Regions from separate parts of the Sus scrofa genome. Here all the other regions are linked to region 2. A link is a contact called in public Hi-C and HiChIP or PLAC-seq data. All regions are on one chromosome and are shown on one strand. The core of a region is the stretch at or near the end of the contact, and the rest is flanking DNA. Distances in the headings are between cores, read along the strand shown.

What was found. A called contact is a pair of places that touch in the nucleus more often than the background predicts. HiChIP or PLAC-seq counts read pairs in DNA pulled down with a chosen protein or histone mark.
Region 1: a contact with region 2 is called in an H3K27ac HiChIP or PLAC-seq map of skeletal muscle. The contact joins two enhancer-like sites. A contact is called at or near these places in 1 of 47 Hi-C or Micro-C datasets (fibroblasts) and 1 of 2 datasets of contacts at active chromatin or transcription factors (skeletal muscle).
Region 3: a Hi-C map of subcutaneous adipose tissue shows a contact between it and region 2, with 2.1 times the contacts expected there. The contact joins two enhancer-like sites. A contact is called at or near these places in 3 of 47 Hi-C or Micro-C datasets (embryonic fibroblasts, mesenteric adipose tissue and subcutaneous adipose tissue).

The regions. Positions count from the first base shown.
Region 1 is chr17:44,052,796-44,057,430 of Sscrofa11.1, reverse strand. CHD6 (chromodomain-helicase-DNA-binding protein 6) reads left to right here. Exons shown (of 37, transcript XM_021077872.1): 36 at 1,653-1,772. Among named protein-coding and RNA genes, the nearest start is that of EMILIN3, 42 kb to the right of the region's middle. Within about 2 kb of position 2,275, at least 21 of the 83 cell types and tissues checked have an H3K27ac peak or open chromatin away from gene starts, as enhancers often do. A contact at or near this core is called in skeletal muscle, where this site is marked.
Region 2 is chr17:43,892,383-43,896,997 of Sscrofa11.1, reverse strand. It overlaps a transcript of ZHX3 not described here. Among named protein-coding and RNA genes, the nearest start is that of ZHX3, 36 kb to the right of the region's middle. Within about 2 kb of position 2,832, at least 28 of the 83 cell types and tissues checked have an H3K27ac peak or open chromatin away from gene starts, as enhancers often do. A contact at or near this core is called in skeletal muscle and subcutaneous adipose tissue, where this site is marked.
Region 3 is chr17:43,676,581-43,681,015 of Sscrofa11.1, reverse strand. No RefSeq gene overlaps it. Among named protein-coding and RNA genes, the nearest start is that of TOP1, 31 kb to the left of the region's middle. Within about 2 kb of position 2,370, at least 26 of the 83 cell types and tissues checked have an H3K27ac peak or open chromatin away from gene starts, as enhancers often do. A contact at or near this core is called in subcutaneous adipose tissue, where this site is marked.

The DNA of each region.
Region 1 (4,635 bases), core at 1,026-3,525, 160 kb before region 2:
AGAGTTCCAGTAGAAGGAGTGAACTTTCTTTCCTTGGGCCTGCAAGTATTTTGGAACACATGTTATGCAGACGTTTATTTTGCACCAACAGTGTACTTTATCAGTAGACCCAATACCTGGACAAGGGCCAGTAGGGCAGGCGTTTGCAGTGTGGAGCAAGGACCAAGTGAGTCGGATGCCATGTGGCGTTCTCTGTTGTGTGAATACCTGTGAAGAGGGCCGTGGGGGAGCAGGAGTGGAGTGGCCCATGTGGCCGGGACTGTCAGTGACAGTGACAAAAGCAGCAACGTGGAACCTGAGCCGATGAGATGGCATGAAAGTCTAGGACGTAGACGAGAGGGGAGAGGAGCAGCCCTGTGGAGGGGACCCCCGACGTGGACAAGAGATTGCGTGGGGGATTGCTGTTCAGGTGCAGGCGGGTAACAGCCTGGGGACAGATTCAAAGGGCCTCCGCGTTGCCCTTTGAGAAACTAGCTTTTGTTCTGTCATGACGAGCTGCACATGCTTGTTTTCCCTTTGCCCAGGAGGTCCACGAAGACCCAGGGCAGACTCCCCTGAGCACCTCACACCCCCCTGAAGGGCCAGTGCCTGCCACGTCGACCCCGGAGCCAGCCCCGGCAGCCGGCAGCCAGGCCGAGAAGGCCATGCCCGGCAGGAGCCTGCTGGACTGGCTGCGGCAGCAGGCCGACTACTCCTTGGAAGTTCCTGGCTTCGGCGCAGTAAGTGTGTGTCGGGCTGCAGAGACCCCCCATTTACTTCCCGCCGGCCGGTGCCGCTTTGACAAGGAGGATGCTGAGGAAGACTGGGGCCTAGCAAGTCCGAGAAAGCTGTGTCTGCCAAGAATGTCATTTTAAAGTGGAGGGAAAAAAGTTTTAAATTCTGATTAAGTTTTCCAGTAACAGAAATTACATCCCACGTCAGAAATGCTGTGCCAGAAAGTAGACATGCAACATCTTAAGACGATAGAACTTGCCTAAGCTCAGACCTCTCTTCCCTCCAGAATTACCACATCCATAAGCTCACAGAGAATTCTTTGGGTTGCGTAAGTGCTGCCACTTCATGAAAACGTTCCTGTATATTCCTTCAAGTTAATGGTGGTATGTTAGTTCTAGTTACTGCTTTGGGATTTTTCCTCAACTCCTTTTACCGCCTCTGCAGATGAGGAATCTGAGCACTGGAGTCTTCTCGTTTTTCTTTTCTCATTTGCTTGTCCACTCCACCACCATCTTTGTCCTGGGTTCATCTCATTAGTAAGATAAGGAGGTGGAAAGCCCACCAGAAAAGGAGAACGCATTCACAGAGGCACAGCCTCCAAAGACAGACGAAACCCACCAGGGAGGTAGCAGTGAAGAGAATGATTCAGAGGGGAGGGCTAGGGATTAAGCTGTACCCAGAGACACTGGTGGGTCAGCCAGGCGCTCTAGGCTAGGCTGGAGGGCCGGGAGGCCCCCACCGGAGGCCTGTTCTCCAGCTTGCTTCAAGGAGAGAGCCTAGGTGAGGGCCGGGTGGCTGTTTCCTTCAGCCTAACCCGATGGGTCCTGTGCAGAGGGCCGTGAATGAGAGAACAGCAGAAGCGACTGAAAGGCACTGTCCTCATCAGAAGAATCAGAGGCAGAATGTTCTTGTAATGTTGGTTTCCATTTACCTCCTAGAATTTTTCAGACAAACCAAAGCAGAGGAGGCCACGCTGTAAGGAACCTGGAAAGTTAGACGTCAGCTGCCTGAGCGGGGAAGAAAGGGTTCCTGCTGTCCCCAAGGAGCCAGGCCTGAGGGTAAGGAACAGGGACAACCGGCTGGACCCCAGCCTTGCAGCAGCTCCGGCTGGGGCGGGGGAGGGAGGTAGCTGCGCAGCCTTCTTCCTGAGAGGGCAGGGGCAGCACGGGAGGCTGCCAAGTAGTGATGAGGGGTGATGGGTGTTCTGACCAGCAGTGTGACTTCTGTGACATTTATGTTCAGTCTTTACCTCTGAAACTTTTGGTTTAAGTTGTACTTAAACCATCCTCAAAGCTTAATCCCCTGCCCCTTCCCCCCCGCAATTTTAGAGAGTTCAGGGAAAATTACCTTTAACTCTTATCAGGAGTCTGTTTCCAGTGTTTTACAAACTGTGCTATTGGAAATTTTCATTTTCCAACCTAAGTTTCTCTGGCTACCATTTAAGACATTTCCTCCTAGTCTGTCCTCGCTGGCAATGAAAAACAGCTGACTCCAAGCACTGCCCTTTTCCTATTATAGAATCATGAGCCTGGAAGAGACTTCAAAGACATCTGCAGATACTTGTAGTAGAAGGAATCTGAGTTAATTATAGTTTACAGATGACTACAAATTTGGACTAGAAAACTCACAACCTCTAGGGGGCGGTAATAACATTTCAACCAGAAAATGTGTTGAGCTTGGGCAAATGATACACAAATGTGCTTTTAACCTCCTTGAAGTGCCTTCTGCCCAAATAGGGTGCTTCTAAAGAGCCTCGTGGGGATCTGCCCTTCCTGGGTTGTCCTTGAAGCTCGCTGGCTGTCCTGAACTCCTTCCTCAGTCCTCTGCCAGCTCCAGCTTTCCTGGGTATGAACTCCCTCCTTGGTGGGATTTCCTGGATGCGGTTTCTTTTTTTAGCTCCAAGAGACCACCCACCCTAGTCATTTCCTCCTTGGGCAGAAAGAAGTTGTTACTTAATGTTCTCAAGGAGCTTGTTTCTGATTTGGCCCCTGGAGGATTGCTCTTCTAGCAGCTCGGCAAACATGACCGCCCTCGTACTGCTGCAGCCACTCAGGGACGGAGGTGGAGCCGGGCTACTTTTGAGAAAGTTTGGCGTGATGGAAAAGCTGTCCTCTCTTGCTTTATTCTCCGCAACACACCACCACCGCCCTCAGACGCAGTTACACAGTCCAGGCTGGTTGCACATTGGTTCCCATCACTCTGTCTTGGCCCCTGCACATGGCCTGCCCGCGCTGTCCCTTTGTCATAGCACACAGGGTCACGCTGGTCGTCCAGGAGAGCCCTCCAGTTCTTACTTGGTTGAGTCTCTGAGCTCTTGGTGTAGTGACTTGTCAGAAAAACCACAGGGTTTCCCCCTTGGCTTCCCATTTCTTACAACACCTCGAACAATTTCCCTCACACTCTCTAGAAATTAACGTTCATCACCCCCTCCCCCCAGAGATGCTGATCCTTTGCCAGAAAACTCATTTGTGAGCTGTTCTCGCAAGCCAGCTTCTTACCAGAGCTGGGCTTTCCCTCCTTTGTTAAGTAAACACAACAACAAGAAGCCCTGCCTTGGGAAGGCATGGAACCGCTTGTCCTCCTGGTCCTCGGGACTGTGCAGCCTTCCCGCGTCCCCTCAGCCGTGTCTCCCAAGGTCCCTCCACCCCCACCCCCCCCAGGACCAGAGCCTCTGAGGTGTGCTGCACTCCTTGTCTCTCTTAGAGACCCTAGCATTTCTTCTAGAAACACATCCGGATCCCACAAGGAACTTCTGCCTTCCTTCAGCCCCTTCTGCATGTGTGCGCTGGAGCTCGGCTGGCAAGTCCCAGAGACTTAGCATCGCACAGGCCACAGTCAGGCTCAGGGATTCAGCTTTAAGAAGGCCCAGGACATGTGGTTGCTCATTATTAAGTGTGTGTATGCACACACACATGCCTCATGTATGTTATGTGTGAAATTAGATTTGTTTTATGTACTTGGGTGTGGGGTGTTTGGGGGGCTTGTTTCTTAGCCATTTGGCGGTGAGTTGCAGAGGTGTCGTGTCATCCCTACAGAAGTACTTCAGCTGTGACTCCTGAGAATGTTTTCCCACATAACCAGTACCATTCTCGCACACGTCAATATGAATAACATCTTGTAGCTAGCCCACGTTCGTATTTCCTCACTTGTCCCCAAAATGTCTTTCAGAGCTAGTTTCTGTTGTGTTCGTTTTTAGGAGTTTAACCCGGGATCCACATGCTGCATGTAGTTGTTAGGTCTCTTTCCATTCAGGGGTATTCGTTGGCTGAACCTACTCATCTTCCCGGGAGGAGTAAGGAGATTTCGGTTGCCACCTCCTTCTCCACCTCTACCCAGGAGTGAGGTTTCAGAGCTGGAATCGCAGGCCTTGGAATCAATGCTGCCATGAATTGGTGAAGAAGGCTGTCCTTGGGTCGGAGTGCCCAAGCAGTCCCCTGGAAGGGCAGACCTGCCCCCAGTGTTGCTGAGTGTCTTCCTCTCCTTCCCTTCCATCCCCTTGCCCTCCCCCAGCCTCCCCTGGGAGAGGAAGCAGGTTTGTTCCCAGGGAGTAATTACCAGGAGGGAGAGCTGCCAAAGCCCAGCTTGGCCGCTGTGTGTGGTCGCCGAGCTGGCGGGGTGGGGGCACCTGCCGGGGCGGGGCAGCCATGGGCCAGCTAGAGTGACTGCCTCCCACACGAGCAGTGGGGCAAACCTCCTCTGCCAGCCTGCCACGCTCTCCACCGTGGAGGAACCCCTGCTCTTCACCCCAGGGGCCTTTCTGCTGCCACTCTCCCCTCTGAAGGGGAGGAGGCGGCCAGCCTGGGCCTGCTGGGAAGTTCCCAGGTCTGCACGGGCCCGGTGTTGTCTGCATCGGTGGTTCCAGACAAGGGCGGAAACGTCCTGATGCCTGAGGAGCACGACCTGAAGTCGACGAGCAGGACC
Region 2 (4,615 bases), core at 1,583-4,082:
GTTCCGGGTACTGTACGTAGAATTGCCCGGCTATAAAGTGTGAGGAGAGAAAGGAGTGGTGGCCAGTGAAACTGGAGACGGACAGGGACTGGATAACGTGTCTCAGATGCCATGTGTAGCAGTTCGGAGTTTGTACACTAGGCCGTGGGGGCACTGTAAGGGCTTTGAAGCCTGGAGCTGGCCTGGGCAGAGTTGGAGGGGGAAGACTCAGGTTGCAAGGAACCATGAGCTCGGGAAGGGTGAGTTGGGCCAGACTAAGAGAGGACCATGACACCAGGCTCCAGTGGACAGACTTTCTCCTGCAGGGGATCACTGAGGACAGTGATGTACCTGTCTAAAGGTGAGTAGGGGACGGGGGACGCTGCGTGTGTGCGTGCAGGTAGCACAGGTCACCGAAGTCACTGCAATGGTCTGCTGGTGACAGGGGGGTGCTCAGAACTTGAGCAGAGGGCCACCTTGCTGATGCAGGAAGTGAGGAAGGAGGCAGGAAGCCTGAGACATCTGCTAGCTGTAACATGCCTGTCAAGGATGCTTTTACATAAGCTAGTTCATTTAGTTTTCACTGTGAAGCTTACAGTGTATGCGCTGATACCATTCCCATTTTACAAAAGAAACTGAGGTTTGGGAGGTTAAATATGTCACCCAAGACCCAAGTGACCTGCACTAGGAGGTCACTGAGTCAGGGTTGGAACTTGGGTTTATCTGACTGACTCCCACCATAGTGACAAGCCATCTTGTTCGTTTTTTTGTTTGTTTGTTTGTTTGTTTTTGGTCTTTTTATCTTTTCTAGGACCCCATCCTCAGCATATGGAGACTCCCAGGCTAGGGGTCAAATCGGAAGTGTAGCCACCGGCCTACGCCATAGCCACAGTAACACCAGATCCAGGCCGTGTCTGTAACCTACACCACAGCTCACAGCAATGCCAGATCCTTAACCCACTGAGCAAGGCCAGGGATCGAACCTGCAGCCTGATGGTTCTTAGTTGGTTTTGTTAACCACTGAGCCATGATGGGAACTCCGTGACAGGCCATCTTGAATAGTACTTGTTGGAACTGAGCCGCCCAGTGTTTGCAAGTCTCAAAATCTCTAGAAACACTCAATAAGAGCAATGCCCATAAATAATAGCTCTGCTGATGCTTAGATTTTAGTGTTAATATTAATATAATTAGTATTTTGAAAGCCTGTTTTTCTTCTTGACCTGTCATCTCATGAAAACATTAGATCGTAATTTTATGTCTTAAAATCTCACCACTATGGAAGAATTGGTCTGGAGGAAGGCCCAACTAATTTGGCGAAAAGTGCAAAGGACTGAATATACATAAAGAAATGTAATTTTTAAAGTTCAAATGAGTATGTGTTATAACAATTCATATTAGAATAACAAACCATGGCCTTCAGTAATTAGAGACTCTTTTAGAACCAACACGAAGTTCATATGGTGATTTTTAGTAACTATATGCTTTTAAAGGTCTCAGAAAATATTTTTCAGGTAAGTTTAGTATAGCTGAAGAAGGCATTTACTAAGCAAAACCTGTCTTCAATCAAGTCCCAGGACAGTTGAGTGATTCTGTGAAGAAATACTCATTCCGTAGTCATGAGGTCAAGGATTCCAGGGTTAGGGCTTAGGAGGCAGATGAGCAAAATCAAAAACAAACCTGGCCTACTCTGTATCCATTAATGGATCGGCCCCTAATTACCAAAGGGTAACATTGTCCCATCTGGGGTTGGAGGCCTGAAAAGGGAAACACTGCCCCACCTGGGATTGGCACCTAGGAGTGCCAACATCAAGGCTGTGATGAGAGGATGTTGCAAGCTGTCTGTTCGTCCTCTCATTTTCACCCTTCCTTTGCTTCTTGAAGTAGAACCAGAAATAAAGACTGTTTTTGAAGGAGAAAAATGCTGGAAATGTGGGAAAAGTATCTAAATCTTAAGCCAATTCTGTATTATTATTTTGCATCATCACTAGTAAAAGAAAATTTGCCGAATTTTTAAGAAAAAAAATTAATATCTAATGTGACCGAGCTGTGGAACTCAGCATGCCCCTCTGCCAAAACCGAGATTATATATAGCACAGGAAAGGAAAGAGCCCCGCTTTCCTCCCGTGGCCGCGAGCAGAGCAGGAGCAGCACTTACGTAACGGGGTGTGCGCTGCGTCTGCCCTCGGCTCACACAGCGGGGCCTCGGTGGTGGCAGGCTCTTTGTTTGCCTCTGCGTTAACTCTTGCCTGCTTCCTCTGTAACGGGGGCCTGTGCCTGGCACGTAAGGAAATGCCGGAGACACGGAACCAGAACAGGCCCTTATGGTCTTAGTCTAGTGGAGCAGATGGGCAGGTGAGGGGCCAAGAGGCTGTGGGTCCTGAGGCCAAGGGGAGGCACGGCATGGGGAACCTGCCAACCTGGCCTGGTCGTCCCGAGAGGCCCTCCCAGTGAAATCCCTCGCCTCCCCACCCTGTGCTTTGCTCTGCTATAAAAAGGCCGTAATGCCTTTACTGTTTGTAGGTATTTTATGCTGCTGTGAAAGCTGAATGTGCCTCACCCTTGGTGGACATTTTGTAAATAGTCGTTTCTCTGCCTCTTTCCGCTCTGCAAACCCCCAGACCCTGTTCTGCCTGGTTTTCGTTTCACTGAGAAACATGGCCCACTATTTGAACTCTGTCAGTGTCTCTCTCTTGAACCTCAGAATTTGCATCTTCACCCCCCTTCTCCTTCCTGTCTCCCAGGATATGTATTCCAGTTCCTTTCTGCTTTTCCTGGGCAAGTGCGGTCCAAGGCTGAGAGGTGCAGGAGTGGAGATAGCCAGTGAAGGGAAGGATGATGCCTCTGTCACAGACACATCACAGCTCACTCTCCTTCTCATCCAGGTCCCTTAGAGCCTCTCAGATAAGCTTGGGGTTTCCAGGCTCCTGTAGCATTTCCCCTGTCTTCCTCTCTTGCTTCAGTTCACTGAAAGGAGTAAAGAGCCCTTTGCAAGCTGTCAAGTCTAAAATCCTTTCTTTCCTCCTGCAATGTTCTTCTCTCAGCAGGGTCCTGCTGAGCATCCTTCAAAGGGGCCTCATCCTGGGGTCCTGCTTGGCTCCATTTGTCCTGATGTTGTTAGAGTCTGTATTTGAAGGGGTTGATGAGAGGACACTCGGCACACATCTGTCCCCTTTCCTGTCTGGTTCGTGGCCTCCCCTTTCTGCTCTGCTCCTCCCCAGACCCCATATCCAGCCAGGCCCCAGTTGCTGACACACTGCCATCTGAAGCAGTGGTTCTCAACAGTGGACACTTGGCAGCGTCTGGAGACTCTTTTGATTGTCACAAGGAGGCAGGGTGGAGGTGCTACTGGCACCTAGTGGGTGAAGCTCTAAATATCCTATAATGCAGTCCCCTGAACAAAGAATTATCTGGTCTAAAATGTTAACACCAAGGTTAAGAAGCCCTGATCAAAGGGGTTTCCCACACGAGTCCCTTTCTTTGTGCTTGCCTGCCTCCATGTCTGCACTTGTAGGGGTTTTGTTAACCTCCAAAGCTGCTCCTCCCCAGTGGGTGGCCTCACCTCTCTGGGGTCTTCCCTCACTCCTCTTCAGTCAGAGCTGGTCTCTGCTCTGTCCATGAAACTGCTTGTGTCCATTCACTGAACACTTCATGCCTTGGCCTTCTATGAGCCCCCTTCAACATGATTTATTCTTTCTCTTTTGAAAGCAAAACAAGAGCTTGGCTATCATGAGGATGACCATGCAAATCCCAGTTTATATAATAGTAAACTTGCACAACATGCAGTGAACCCTGGACTTGGCATCAAGATATCTGGTCTGGTCCCCAGCTATCCTCTTCCATCTCTGTGACCACAGACATAATTTCCCTGAGCTCTGGCTTCCATGCAGGTATGGGAGAGACAACATCCATGTCCTAGGATCGTTGAAGCTGTGAGGGTATGTGAGCTTAGAACCGGCTACACAATGATCAGTCAGATATAGGCTGAAACTTAAAATGATTCCAGGGTCCCAGATGTGACCAGGAGACGAAATTGTTTCCCATTGCCTTGATAGCAGCGATCTTAATTCCAGATCGCAGTTCACCATTACTCCTTACGTAAGAATGAGCGGATGCCCCGCAGCACATCCTTTTCGCGGCACAAGTGCTGGAGTATTGGTTCTCTCCCCTCATCCCATATGCTTCTGACTGCCTTTGTTTTAGAAGTTGATGTTCCTCCCTCTCTTGGAACACTGGGGCCCTAGAACTGTACTCTGGAGGTTGGGGGGTCTGTCCTGCCCCGAGGTACCCAGAAGCCAGTGGCCTTGTGAAGGGGTTGCTGAAGCATGAAAGGGACACTGCATCCATCCATTCACTCCCACCACTTTCTGGTACACGGAGACCAGCACAGAGGAAGTAGTTCAGACATTATGTTACGTTTACTTTTTGCCACAGTGCTAAGCGGTTAGTGACACCTGATCTCGTGGGTTTTAAAGGCAGTTTCCATATACCCATTAGGATTAGGATTATAAAAAATCATGTGAATATTCAACAGTGGAGATAACATCTAGTATTTGCCCAAAGGGTTTCAAACATAACCTCTCAATATATGGCCTTATCTCTAGAATAGAGGAGAAATCTTTGCATATCAAGAAAAGAA
Region 3 (4,435 bases), core at 1,121-3,620, 220 kb after region 2:
CTCATCTGAAGCAAGTGGAAATTCCAGGGCCAGGGATCAAACCCACGCCACAGCAGTGGTCTGAGCCACAGTAGTGATAATACCAGTTGCTTAACCCATTGAGCCATTAGGTAACTCCCCATATACATACACTTATTTCAGTATATATGTTCTGAAGTTCTATGTCTTTAACAATATGACTATATGTCTTTAATGATATATTCTAAAATTCACCCAATTACAATGTATAGAGATAGCATTCGTTTTCACAGCTGCATAGTACTCCATTTTGTAAGTGTACCATGATTTATTCACTTGATCCCTTGTTGATGGATGTTTGGGCAATTTCTAGCTATTTGCTATTACAAGAGTATGATAACAAAGGTCTTGTGCATTATTACTCTCAGGCTTTTGGCAGCATATTTTTGGGATAGATTCTTAGACATAAGATTGCTGGGTGATGCACATATAATATTGGTTTTCGAAGTCCTAGCTCACTTTCTGTGTGAGCTTTTTCACACTACTCTGTGCCTCAGTTTCTCATTAATGGTATTTACCTCAGGGAGTTATTGAGGAGACTAAATGGGCTAATTTTTTTTTTTTTTTCAGGGCTGCACCCATGGCATATGGAAGTTCGCAGGCCAGGGGTCAAATCAGAGCTGCAGCAGCCAGCCTACACCACAGCCACAGCAAAGTGGGATCCAAGCCGTGTCTGCGACCTACATCACAGCTCATGGAAACACTGGATCCTTAACCCACTGAGCGAGGCCAGGGATTGAACCTTCATCCTCGTAGATCCTTGTTGGGTTCATTAACCACTGAGCCATGAAGGGAACTCCCTGAGCTAATGCTTTTAAAGTTATTAGAATAAGCCTGGTTCATAGGAAGCGTTTGATAAATGTTAACAAGGGATGAGAAGTACACATGCATGTGGTGAAGGGGACAGTGGGTTTGATGCGGGGATGAGTTTTTGAGAAGAGATTCTACACCTGCCTCTTTGCCCCTGCAGGAGTGGTAGGAAGAGTGGAACCCAGAGAGGAAGCGTGGAGATTAAATGAATATAATATAGACAGATAGCTGGATGCCAGCCTGGATAGTGACCCCTCAGGCCCCCATTGTCACCCTCCCCCATGCATGGGTGCCAACTACATATTCTGACTAGTCCCGATGTACTTGGAAAGAAAAGAAAGAGGAAAGCTTCGCTTGACTGCATTTAACCTAAATCTCTGCCACAGGATGAACACTTGAGACAGACATGATATCAACGATAGAAAAGTCTGTTATTTTATTTATTTGTTCTACATGAACATATGGCCTGTGAAATTCATACCCATTACCGCCTGGTTATTGACTGATATCCTGAGACATAAGAAGCTGTGTAGGATGTAAGAAAACAGAAGGAGAGGGAGGGGGAAAAGAGACATAGTGAGCTGTGGCTTTGTTCACCTTGGCCGTGAGCCTAAGGCTGTGCTGTCCGATATGGGAGCTATTGGCCCATGTGGCTAGTGGCTACCATATTGGGGAACCTAGCTGTGGAAGATTTCCTTCATTGCAGAAACTTCCTTCACTGCAGTTGCTGATCTACTCTAGACTCTGATGGAAGAGCTTCTGTGGAGGTGTTGTTTGGATATGCCCGGGGCAGCAGGCCCTGGTGTTGAAGATCCCATCCTAGCACCCCCATCTCTAGTGCCACAGGAAATGGGCCAAAACTGGTCCTCTGAAGGTCCGTGGCAACCACCCACATACATGTGGCCATCCATGTCTGTGTCTCAGGCTCCTGTATCCTCTTCCCTCCTCCAGAAAGTATCTGCTTGCAGCTCTGGGTCTTCTTTTTTTTTTTTTTTTTTTTTTTTGTCTTTTTCTAGGGACACACCCGTGGCATATGGAGGTTCCCAGACTAGGGCTCTAATCGGAGCTGTAGCCTCTGGTCTATGCCACAGCCACAGCAATGCAGGATCCGAGCCACGTCTGCCACCTACACCACAGCTTGCAGCAATGCCGGATCCTTAACCCACTGAGCAAGGCCAGGGATCGAACCCGCAACCTCGTGAGTCTTAGTCGGATTCGTTAACCACTGAGCCACAACAGGAACTCCTTGCAGCTCTTGGTCTTTATCCCTTTCCCTCCAGCCAGTTTCCCCCAAGTTATGCCCTATCATTTTCTCAGAATCCGAGCAGGCCCTGACTGGTCTATCTACCTTTCATCTTCTGCCAAGGCTGGGTGGAGGTGACGGGGGGGACTGCCTGGAGGTGGAGGCAAGCCAGAGACCCCCACCTGGTTCCCGCTTAGTCTCTGCTGGCTCATATTTCCTCTTCCTGTAAGTCAGGTCCCTGGGCCTATCAAAGGATGGTGTGGAAGCCAGCCCCTTCCTTCCTCCACTGTGTTTGCTTTTGAAAAAGGGGAAGTGGAACTGCCCCAGGGTCTGTGAGCTGGACTGACAACACCGTTCTTGTTCTCTGTTCCCCTACAATGCTCCTGGCTCCGAAACCTCCGGCTCTCGGTCCTACTCACTCGCCCACACCCACGCCACACAAAGCCTCATCAGAGGCTTCTTCAAGAATTGCAAGGTCTGGGAGCCAGCCACCCCAGACTCAGAAGAGGCCTCCCTGCTCTGTCCTGCTTGGTGCTGCAGGAGGACTGACCACCTCGTTGCTATCCCACTTCCATCCAACACGTATTTATTGGTCATCTACTCTGGGACAGACTCCGAGGACACCAGGGGCTGGAAGAGAGATGAGGCCCCAGCGCTTTGGGAGATACATCCTGGTAGGAAAAAGACCACAAACAGGAAAAGGGGGTCCTGGCTGAGGAGCTGTTTGGATTCTAAAACTAGCAGTTCTTCGGGGCTTAGAGGGAGTGATGCAGGGAGAGAGGAGGTGTGGGGATGATGTGAGCCCGGTGAAGACAGGGACCATGGCCCATGTGCCCTTGAATCCTCAGTGCCTGGTCCAGAGTAGGAGATCATTAAACACTGAATGAATGAGTGAATGGATGATATAATACTGACTGAGACAGAGGACAAAGCTGGGGGCTTGCTTTTTCTTAAAATTTAATTTCATTTTTCTTTTTAGGGCCTCATCTGTGGCATATGGAAGTTCCCGAGCTAGGGGTCAAAACGGAACTGTAGCTGCTGGCCCACGCCACAGCCACAGTGATGCCAGATCTGAGCCGCATCTTCGACCTATACCACTGCTCGCGGCAATGCCGGATCCTTAACCCACTGAATGAGACCAGAGATCGAACCTGTATCCTTATGGATACTAGTCAGATTCTTAACCTGCTGAGCCACAATGGAAACTCCTAAAATTTTTTATTGAAGTATAGTTGATTTACAATGTAGTTTAGTTTCAGGTGTATAGCAAAGCAATTATATACATATATATATATATATATATATATATGCACACACACACACATATATATATTCTTACAAATATATACTTTTTTGAAAATTTAATTGAAGTGTAGTTGATTTATAATGTTGTGTTAATTTCTGCTGTGCAGCAAACTGACTCCGTTATACATATATATTCCTTTTTCATAGTCTTTTCCATTGTGGTTTACAAAGCTGGGGGCTCTGAGATGGCCTTACCTCTATGGTCCCCTCTACTGCCCACTGTTCCACGGGGCCTGGACCCCAGTCCCAGACAGGTCAGCTCTGCTCCACTTGGATTCGTCCTCTGATGTCTCCTAGTCATTCCCCACCCAGGTCCAGCTCGGGGCCACCGTGGTCTGGACAGCCCTATCCACCAGTCTCCCTACTTAGCAACTTGTTGAGTGGAGACATCAAGTGGTCAGACCCTGGAATGGCAGTGGTCAAGCCAAAGACTTGGAGGGACTGAGCCCTCAGGATGAATCCTGATCCAGTCACGGTGGGGTCTTGATCCTCTATCCACAGTGAAACTTATCCCGGCTGAGCCCACATTCCAGCCCTGGAAGGAGCTCTATCTCTGGTCATATCCTGAAACCCCATCTCTCCAAAGAGTACCCCTAGTTTAAAATTCATCTATAATGACCTGATGTCACTTAAAAAAACAAACAAACAAACAAAAAAAACCTCTCTTTTGTTTTTTTAGGACCACACCTGTGGCATATGGAGGTGCCCAGGCTAGGGCTCAAATTGGAGCTGTATTCACTGGCCTACACCACAGCCAGAGCAAAGCCAGATCTGAGCTGCATCTGCAAACTACACCACAGCTCACGACAACGCTGGATCCTTAACCCATTGAGGAAGGCCAGGGATAGAATCTGCATCCTCATGGATACTAGTCAGATTCTTTTCTGCTGAGCCATGATGGGAACTCCAAGAAAACAAACAAATAATCAAAAACACCCCCCCTTTTATTGAAGCATAACATACACTTAGAAAAGTGCCCAGAGCACAAGAATTTTCACAGGTCAAAGAACATCCAGGTAATCAACACCCATTGCCAGCCTCCCAGAACCCCTCACACAC